Linked DNA regions of Ovis aries: region 1 is linked to region 2. Evidence: chromatin contacts called from public Hi-C data. All regions are on one chromosome and are shown on one strand. Each heading gives the region's core, a stretch centred on a gene start, on an enhancer-like site or on the middle of the called end of the contact. The rest is flanking DNA. Distances are from core to core; before and after follow the strand shown.

Region 1 (4,641 bases), core at 831-3,330, 140 kb after region 2:
AGGGCTCCCCATCGCTCTCCAGAGCCCCTGGGTGTGGTGAGAAGGCAGAGGCCTTGGCTGGTCCCTCCTGAGGTCACCTCTTAAGGAGGCAGTGAAGCTGTAGGGAAATCTCGAGGAGAAAAAAAGAAACAGGACCTGCTCAGTACACCGGGATATCTTCCCCTGCCCCCGGGAGGCCGAGTCCTCTGGAACCCGCTCAGTGGGCTCCTCTCCACAGCCCAGCCTCTCTCAGTCCCTGCTGCATTCCTCTCCCTTCTTTCCCTTTCTGGCCTATGTAAAGGGCCAGGCAGTAAGAGACACAAACTAATTAAGAAGCAGAGTTTGGCCAGATGCCTGAGCTAGCCTCCCGGGGGAATTAAACCCAAGCTAGCTAGCTGTGTAGGGCCAGGAAGATGTCATCTCACAGATACCACCCCCCCCCCGCCCCAGGACACCCCTCCCTCTTGCCAGGCATCCCCAGAAAGAGGCTTTTAGCATCTGCACTTGAGGATGGCAACTGAGGGGACAATACCTCAGCTCCCACCCCCTCCCCAGAACAGCTCAAACCCTCTCCTGATTTAGAGGTGAATACTCAGGTCGTCCACCCTAAGGAAAGAGAATCGCCCCCACTCCAGCTACACCACATTAAAAAACTGACCCACACAGACCACCCTGCAGTCAAGAGAAGGCACGGCAAGGGCCACCGGGCCCCAGAGACTTTTTGTGCTGTGGGTCAGGGCATTACCGGCTGCTAGAACTCAGACGGGGGGTTCCTGGGAGGGATGAGCCCTTGTGACCCTGAATGGATGATGCCGGCTCGCAGGATCTTTCCCCCAAAAAACCCATGAGAGAGAAGGAAGAAGGGGGTAGCCAAAGTTCCCTTGGCGCCTGAGAGCCAGGCGTGCGGACGCGGGAGGAAAGCTGCGTGGGCAGGAGGCAGAGTTTGGACACGTCACCTGACGGGCGCGTGCCGTGTTTGCTTTCCCGGGGACCGTGGCTGAATGTCTGTGTGCGCGCAGGGAGAAGGAAGGTGGAGCTGGGGTTTTGTAGCTGAGAACCGGGGACAGGAAGAACTAACCGGCTCAGGAGAGGTCCGAGAAGGGATCCTGGCGTCGTGGGAGCCGGATCTAGGGGATGCCTGCAGCCGCTTGGGCTGTCAAGAAGCGAAGCCCAGCGAGAGAGCTGGGAAGGCGAGCCCGCCGCTGGGCCGCGGAGCTGGCAGCCAGCTCACCCGCCAGCCGCGCGCAACTCCAGATCGTGCAGCGCTTGGCTTCCACTCCAGAGGCCGAGTTAGGGTGGGACAAGATTTCGGTGCAAGTCGCTTTCTCAGTCCCCAGTGTGCGGTCTGTCAGGGTCTCCCGGGCCAACTGGATGCTCTCAAGGCTTCCGATTCATTCCCGCCCCAGGCAAGGTTTGGGAAAGTGGATACTACCTCCCCCTGGCATCCCCGGCTTAACGCCAGACCCTACGACCTGCTTCCGTGCGCTGAAGCAGCTAGCTCTATTTCCTCGCGCTCTGGAAAAGGGCGGGGACCCGGGCATCCACTCCAGAGTCCGAGCCAGGGTACCCATCAAACCCGCGCAGCGCGCACTTCGCGCCTCTTGCAAAGTTTCCGCGCGGGGCTGAGCGGGCTTACAGCGGGACGCGGGCTCTTACCGTAGACTCCTTGTCCCCGGCAGTGGAAGGGGAGCAGCGCCAGAAGTAGAAGGCAGGTCACCTCCATCTTCACGGCCCGTGCTTCATCCCCGCGAGGCGGCGCAGCCCGAGAGGCAGTGGGGGGCGCATCCGCCGGGGCCCCTCGGTGCCCCTTGCGTCTTCCCCTTCTCCGAGAGGCGACGGTGGGGGCGGCGGCGGCGATCAGGAGACTGAGGAGGCGGCGGCGGCGGCGGCGGCGGCAGCGATCCGGGTTTCTCCTCCGGCGGGGCCGCTGCCCGCGTGGGGACGCAGGGGGCGCTGGCCTGGCCCCGGGTGCCTCGGCGCGCCCGGCGCCGCAGCCAGCGCCCCGGCCCAAAGAGCCCGGCCGCCGAGCCTCTCCGGGTCCCCAGGGCTGTCTGCTCGGGGTTCTGGGTTCCAGGGACCCCTCCGCGGAGGCGGAGGCTTTTGGATCCAACAGGCCACCGACGACTGGCAAACTTGCCGTTTCCCCGCCCAGGGGACGCCCCTCCGTGGAGCGGGGGCGGGGAGGCCCGGGCTCGGCTCGCGTTAATCCGCCGTCTCCAGCTCTGCGGCCGGTGCTGGGGGCTCAATGGCCCGATCCAAGGGGGCCGGGCTAGGCGTCCTCTCGGAGGCGAAAAGCCCCGACTCTGGGCCTCCAGAGCAGGGGAGAAGCGCGGGCTGGGCTCCGCCGAGGGGCGAGAGCCACGGGTCCCCGGGTCCGCGAAGTTAGCCGAGCCGCGGAGGAACCCCGGGGAGGAATCGCGCCCCAGCGCCCCGCGGGAATCAGGAGAACAATTCCATCCAAGAGAGGCCCCAGAACGCGGGGAAAGAAGGAAAGTTTGAGTCGTTTGAAAAATATTCGCGCTCTCGCCGAGGCCGGGGCTGCGGCGCTGGAGCCGCTCGCCGCCTCCGCTCGCCGCGCTCCGCTCCCGCCGTCTGGTCGCGGCGGCGGCGCTCCCGGGCTCGGAGCTCTCTGGAGAGCGGGGCTGCGCCGCGCCCCAAGTTGGTGGTCCCCGCCCCCGCCCGGCGGCCTCTGCCGGCGGGGGCCCAAAGCAGGCGGGGCCGGGCCGAGCCGGGCTCCCGGGCGCGGCGGCCGCGGGGCTCCGGGCCGTGGGAGCTCTCGCCTAGCTCGGCAACTTGGGCTTCGCTGTGCTGCTTTCCCCCCCACCCCGAGCTTTTCATTCCGCGCCCCCCCCTCGCCTCCCCCGGCCTGCCCCCACCTCCTCCCTCCTCCCCCTCCCCTCCTCCCTCCTCCTCGCGGCTCCTCGTTCGGTCTCTCGCTCTCCCACCCTTTGTCGCTCGCTCTCCTGTTTGATTCCCCTCCAGTTAAAAAAAGGAGCCAATTAAAGGCAGCCCAGCTCTCCGGGCCCAGCCTCTGTCCAATTTCCTCGCCTCCCCCAGGACCAATTAGAGAAAACAAAACAGGGCTGGGGGAAGCTGACTGCCTTTCTGCCTCTCTCCCTCTCTCTCCCTCTCTCTCCCCCCACCCCTTTCTGCCCTTCCCCCCTTCTCTCCCTCTCTCCGCCCCCCATCCCCCCAGCAGGAAAATGTCAGAAAGCAGAAATGGATCCATCTATCCCGAGGACAGTGGCGAAGGGACGCGGGTTTCGGCGCGGGCTCTGCGGCGCGCTCGCGCTCGCTCTCCGCCTGCCCTCGCACACCCAGACCCACCGCTCGAGCCGGGTGCACGGACCCCAGTCCACTCGCCGGGCAAGCACGGCCGTTCGCCCCCGGGACTCTAACCTAGCCCGCGGGGCACGGCACACTTTGTAAAATGTTTTGCACTTTTGGGGGGCGGGACCGAAGCGGGGGTCGAAGGGGAAGAACCGGGGCGCCCGCGGCTCTCGGGGTCCTGCAGGCGCGCGAGCCGGTCGCCCGCTGTGTGGGTCTGCAGGGCTGTCTGCGTGGCCCTGGAGTCCCTCCGCCCCCGGCCGAGCCCCGCCTCTTTCCAGGCAGCCGCTGCCTCTCCCCGCGTCCGGCGCGGGGGCCGCCGCGGGAGCCGCTGGCTGAGCCCCGGGGCGAAGAGGGCGCGATCAGAGCTCCAGCCCTCGCCGCGCGCGGCCCACAGGTTGCCAACAGGTCTGTCCGCAGGACCCCGCAGCTGAAATTCCCCCAGGCTACCCCCGTTCTCCGCAGCTTGTCCTTCTCCCCGTCCTGCCTCCGCTCAGGACCTCAGGCGCCCCCAAGCGCCCCAGGCGCGCCCTCTCTTCCGGCAGCCTAGCCAGGGGCCGGCTCCCGCTACGTGGTCCCCGCGCTCCCGAACTCCACTACCTCAAACCCGCCCTCCGGGAGCAGGGGTGGGGAGAGCGCGCCTCCCAAACGCCGGCAGGAAGAGGCAAAGGCGAGCAAGCGAGGCGGGCGGCCTCCCCCGCACTCCGATCGCTTTCCCCTCCCCGGGTCTGGCTAATCTCACCTGCTCCACCTGTCGCCGTTATTTATCTCGGCGTGTGCGCAAGGATTGTGTTAGGGCAACCCGTGGGAGCGCGGAAAACCGCAACTAGCAAGAGGCGAGATTACAAACCTTTCCCCCCGCCCCCCCCCTACTCCCCGGACCTGTTTAATAATCGAGTTTAAAACGACTCGACGCATTTGTCAAAACTGAAAGAACATATAAAAGACTTAATTTTTCAGCATGTAAATTAAAACAAAATTTTGAAATAAAGGATAAGTCACCCCCTTTACCAGACCCATTTCCTGCTGGGTCCCTCCTCTCCTGCCTCTCACTGGAGTACCTGCCCCTGACTTCAGGGGTGTGACGGCAGGACTCAGGCCTCTGGGGAAATTCCAGGCAGCCTAGGAAGGGAGGGGCGGCTGTGCCCACCTCCGCGTTTCCTTCTGTCCATCTCAGGAAGTCTGAGACCATCGGAAGAATCTCTCCCCGCCCCCCCCCATTTTATTGAAATATAATTGATTTACAGTGTTGTGTTAATTTCTACTGGACAGCAAACTGATTCCGTTATACATATATTCTTTTTCATAATCTTTCATCAGAAGACTCTTATTCTG
Region 2 (4,689 bases), core at 1,259-3,758:
GGAGTGAGGGAGGGATGGACTGAGAGGGGGTGGGGGGTAGGCAGATGCGGACTTTTGTGTACAGGATGGAGAAACAACAAGGTCCTGCTGCACAGACAGGGACTCGATTCAATATCCTGTGATAAACCATAATGGAAAAGGACACGAAGAAGAACATATGTATATAACTGACTCACTTTGCTGTACAGCAGAAATTAATACAGCGTTGTAAAGCAATTATACTTCAATAAAAACTTTTAAAAATATGGATGAGTGCCAGGCCCACGGCCAGCCTCAGCGTTTCCTCACCGGGTCTCTCTGCTGCCCCTGACTTGGCGCCTCTCCTTCCCCCTCCTCCCTCCCCAGACACTGCTCTACTCTGATAATACCTTCTTGGCTCCTTCTGACCTTGGCCCTTGCTGGACAGTCTCTCCTGGACAGTTGCCTCTACTCTCCCTCAAGATTTCAGCCACCAAAAACATTGCTGCTTCAGCCTTCATCCACGGGGCTTAGGCCAGAGTGTCCAACTACCCCCAGATAGTCGGTCTAGGCCTTCTCAGGCACCTCCAACTCAATTGCTCCAAACTGGACCTCTTCCCCTAAGTCTGCCTTTCCTCCCACCTGATCCCTTGGCGAGGGGCCAGACTGTACCCCCAACATCCAGGCCAGATACCCAGGAATCAGCCTTGACTTCGATTTTGCTTGCTCTGTCTTCATTCTCTTAGGTCCTGATAGCTTTGAGCACCGGAATATTTTTGACCCTCCCTTTCCCCCAACCCAGTCCTTATTAGCCTGACGAGGCTCCCCACTGTTGCCCTGGACTGCAGTAGCCGCCTAACTGGCCTCTCAGTCTGTCCATACCCCCTGCCTCCAATCCATCCCGTATTACAAATCTAAAGTTGTTACATCCTTTTGCTCCAAACCTTTCAGTGGTTCCCTACCGCGAGCTTCTTAGATAGAGAACAAGACCTCTGTGATCTGAGCCCTGCCTCTTTCTCCTGAAATCTCTCTGCTCCTGCTGAAACTTCACCCCAGGAATACAGAGCTGCTTCCCCCACCCTCCATGCCTCTCTGCCTTTGCTATGTTGTTCCCTTCTGGCTGGAATTCCTTCTCTGCCCACCCCACCCACCCACCCACCCCCAACTCTGGCCTGGACAACCCCCACTGCTTGTTTTTGATTTTAAAGTCTTTATTTAATTTATTATAATATTGCTTCTATTTTGTTTTGTGGTTTTGGCTGCAAGATATATGGGGTCTTAGCTCTGACCCTGGATCGAACCCACACCCCCTGTATTGGAAGGCGGAAGTCTTAACCACTGGACCATCAGGGAAGTCCCCACCACTGCTTGTTAAAGATGGTTTTGGTGTCACCTTTGGTAGAGGCAAAGTAGCCAGATTTAAAAAAAAAAAAAAATCTCAGTGGCAACGAACTGGAGGGGGTGTATGAAGCAGAGATGGGCACTTGGCCATTGGTTGACAGGGGCGGGGGCGGGGAGCCAGCGCATGAAAAATACCCCACATTTTGACCGCTTTCTCTGCACTCTTCCTTCCCTGATGCTTTCTGTAACTTTCCAGGACTGAGATTTCCCCAGGTTTGATGGTGGCTAAAGCCTTGCAGCTTCCAGGCTGTAGCACACTGAGCTCATCACTTAACCTCTCTGTGCCTCCGGGGTTGGCCGCTCTTCAGAACCTTCTCCATGGCTCTCTGTTTCCAGGGGCCCTGGGGTCGGGTAATACGCAGTTGCTGAAAAGAACTGTGAAGATTTGACTTGGAAGCAGCGGAGTTTCTCTCCTCTGGAGGGCTTGAGGCTGTGCTTAGGGCTTCCAGTGGACACAATGAGCCAGAGGTTTAGGCAAGAGATCTTTTGTTCCAGTGGCGACAGCTCCACCTCCAGGAACCCAACCCTCCAAGAGGCCACTGCTACGGGCCGCAGCTCCTCCTATCTCCTCTGCAGTTTTCTACCATCAAAGCTGCGGGCAGATCTGAGCTGGGGGCTGAGGAAGGGCCTTCCACAGCGGTCCGTCCTAGATCCGTTTACTCTGAATCTGGAGGCGGGGCGCGGGGGGCGGGGCCAGAGAGGGGCTGCCGACTCTGGTTGTGACAGGCCCCCACCTCAGCTAGGTTTCATCCCCGCTTTAGCTGATAGAGGGTCTTATCTGCTCCAGCGACCCCCAAGCCTCCAGCGCCGTTCTCCGAGGAGTTTGTCTTGGCCTTTCCAGAACAATAGCTGTCTCTCTCGGCTGGTTCCAGAGAAGAGCTGGGGTCAGGAAGACCCTGAGCACTAGGGGGAGGGAAACGATTTAAAACAGGGAAGAGGGGCAAAGCTGAGGGAGAGACGGGAAAGGCACAAACTGACTTGGGCAGCTCCGGAAGGCAGAGCCTCTGGCCTTCAAAGACTTGCTTCGATTCTGGGGAAATCAGCCCAGCAAGAAGCCTTTCTCTTGCCCTGCCTTGGGGAGCAGTTTTCAACCAGGGACATTATTTATGAAGGCAAGGAGAGGGAGGAGTTGGGGACGGGTCACGTGGGTCCAGCCGTCATGGAAACAGACTCCAGGGTGCTGGACCCTCGGCCGCTTGCAGCCCCGCCCTGCCCCGCCCCTTCGTGCGAGCACCCCGGCCGTGGGCGCCCCCGTGCGGCCAGCAGCGGCTCAGCACCTCGCGCGGGGTTCTGCTCCAGGGGTCTGGGAGCCCAGCCCCCGCAGCTGAGCGAGGCCAAGGGGAACAGAGATGAGTGTCCTGACCTATCGGCCTGCCCATCTCTCATCTCCTGGCACATCCATCACTTGTCCATGTGTGCAGGGTCCTTCAGCTCGCTCCCTGTATCCTGTGACCCACCTTGGTTACCTGGGCGACAGCAGCATCTGGGTGTCCATCCTGAGCCCATTGTCTTTTTCTTGTCCCTTCTTTTCAGGAAGCCATTCTTCAGGATATCCCTCTGCTTTGTCTCACTAGGCACCGATCCTGCCTCTCATTTCCCTGCCCATCTAGAATCAAGGCATCTATCGTGGCTCCTGGATGAGTCCTTCCAACTGCCCTGTGTTGTCTCCGAAACTGTCTCTCTCCATCAATCTATACATATCTACACATCTATTACTCGGGCGGCCGCCTATACATCATGTGGGCCCATTATCCATCATTTATCTGCATATGTATCATTCATGCTTCCAGCCATCTATTATCCAGCGCCTCTCTTGCCACCTCTTTGATGTGGTGTGTTCTACCATCAGGGGTTAAGGTTGTCAGAACTGTTTCCCCCAAACCCCAGAGAACAAAGGGACGTGGAGGGAACAGAGAGGCCACACTAGGGGGCAGTTAAGAGAGCCCAAGGGGCTCGGAGCTTAGAGGAGAGTGGAAAGACGTGGAGCTGCACCAGCTGAGGCCGATCTACTGGGAATCCCATTCATTGTCTCACTGTCCCTCTCTCCTACCTCTCCCAAAGGATGGAGGGGTCACAGGTTTGATTTGCAGCAGGAGGGCCCTAGGCTACAGACACAGTTGCCCTTGCTGCTGAAAGGGAGAAGCTTTCTGGAGGAAAGGCAGAATAGAGATTGTCCGGACATGGCTAGTCACAGGGTCGGGTGCAGAGGAAGCTGCGACTGGGGCCAAGAGAGCCCTAGGCTAGATACACCTCCGCCTCCACCTCCATGTGGCACACACTACTGGGGCACAGGATTTTGCAGGAGGGGCTGATTTCCTTTGGCTGAGGAATACTTACCTAATCACAGGTGCACACATCCTTGCGGGCCAGTGTCTCACGTTGGTTTTATAAGCATCACTCCTCATGTTGTGGGGAATACTGCGTCTTTTCCCCTGAGCATGGTTAGCTGGAGGAACTGGTAAGACTGCAGCTCCTCTGCACCTCTGGTTTTCACACCTCCTGTTTCCTCCAGCATGCCTTGCCTCCCTGTGCCCCTCTCACGCACACACAGAAGCTGCAAAGGGAAGTGGGAGGGCCCTGTGGACACCCTGGGCGGAGCTCCGTCTCATCCATTTCTGTGGCTTCAGCTCTAAGCTCAGTCCTGGCAGGAAACTCAGGCAAGGCCAGCTGTAGGACTGAGGCCTCTCCCAGAGTTTTCCAGCAGGCATCTGGCTCTCATGGCGTCTCCCCAGGCCCTACACCTCCTGCGGTGCTCGGGGTCACCTCGTGAGTGAAGGAGGGGTAACACTGTCACCTCCATCATCTTCCTCGGGGTTCTTGGTAGGGCAATACCCCATGTTTTCAGGGCAGGCTGGTGGGAGGGCCAGACATTCAGAGAATGGTTTATCAGACCACCAACTTCATTTTATTTTATTTGGCCACTCCATATGGCCTGTGGGATCTTAATTCCCTGACCAGGGATCCAACTTGAGTTTCCTACACTGAAATCTCTGAGTCTTAACCACTAGACCGCCGGGGAAAGCCCTCAGCCCCCCAACTTCAATCAAGGATGGGAATGTACCTGTTCTCTTTTGCCCAACTGGAAACCGAACACCCCAACTCCCTAAGTCACTGTAGTTTATGAGGTTATTTGCATCCAAATTTTCCAGAAGTTGGAGGGCCTGAGGGTGAGAGACATACGGGATGGCCTTGTGTGGGCCTCCCTCCTCATAGCTCCAAGGGTTAAAAAGCACTTAGCAGCAGCACATAATAAAAGCAAATGTAAGAGAAGGAATATCCTAAGGATTTAATAAACTGCAAACAAAATTATCACGATTCTTTTCCTAGCCA

What was found. Hi-C and Micro-C count contacts between places; a contact is called where the count stands out from the background.
Region 1: a Hi-C map of hypothalamus shows a contact between it and region 2, with 5 times the contacts expected there. The contact joins the promoter of MDGA1 here to the enhancer-like site in region 2. A contact is called at or near these places in 3 of 16 Hi-C or Micro-C datasets (hypothalamus, liver and tail adipose tissue).

Annotation. Positions count from the first base shown.
Region 1 is chr20:11,648,876-11,653,516 of ARS-UI_Ramb_v3.0, forward strand. MDGA1 (MAM domain containing glycosylphosphatidylinositol anchor 1) reads right to left here and starts at 2,081. Exons shown (of 16, transcript XM_060403599.1): 1 at 1,636-2,081. The coding sequence starts at 1,702.
Region 2 is chr20:11,512,768-11,517,456 of ARS-UI_Ramb_v3.0, forward strand. No RefSeq gene overlaps it. Among named protein-coding and RNA genes, the nearest start is that of CCDC167, 78 kb to the left of the region's middle. Within about 2 kb of position 2,509, at least 12 of the 54 cell types and tissues checked have an H3K27ac peak or open chromatin away from gene starts, as enhancers often do. A contact at or near this core is called in hypothalamus, where this site is marked.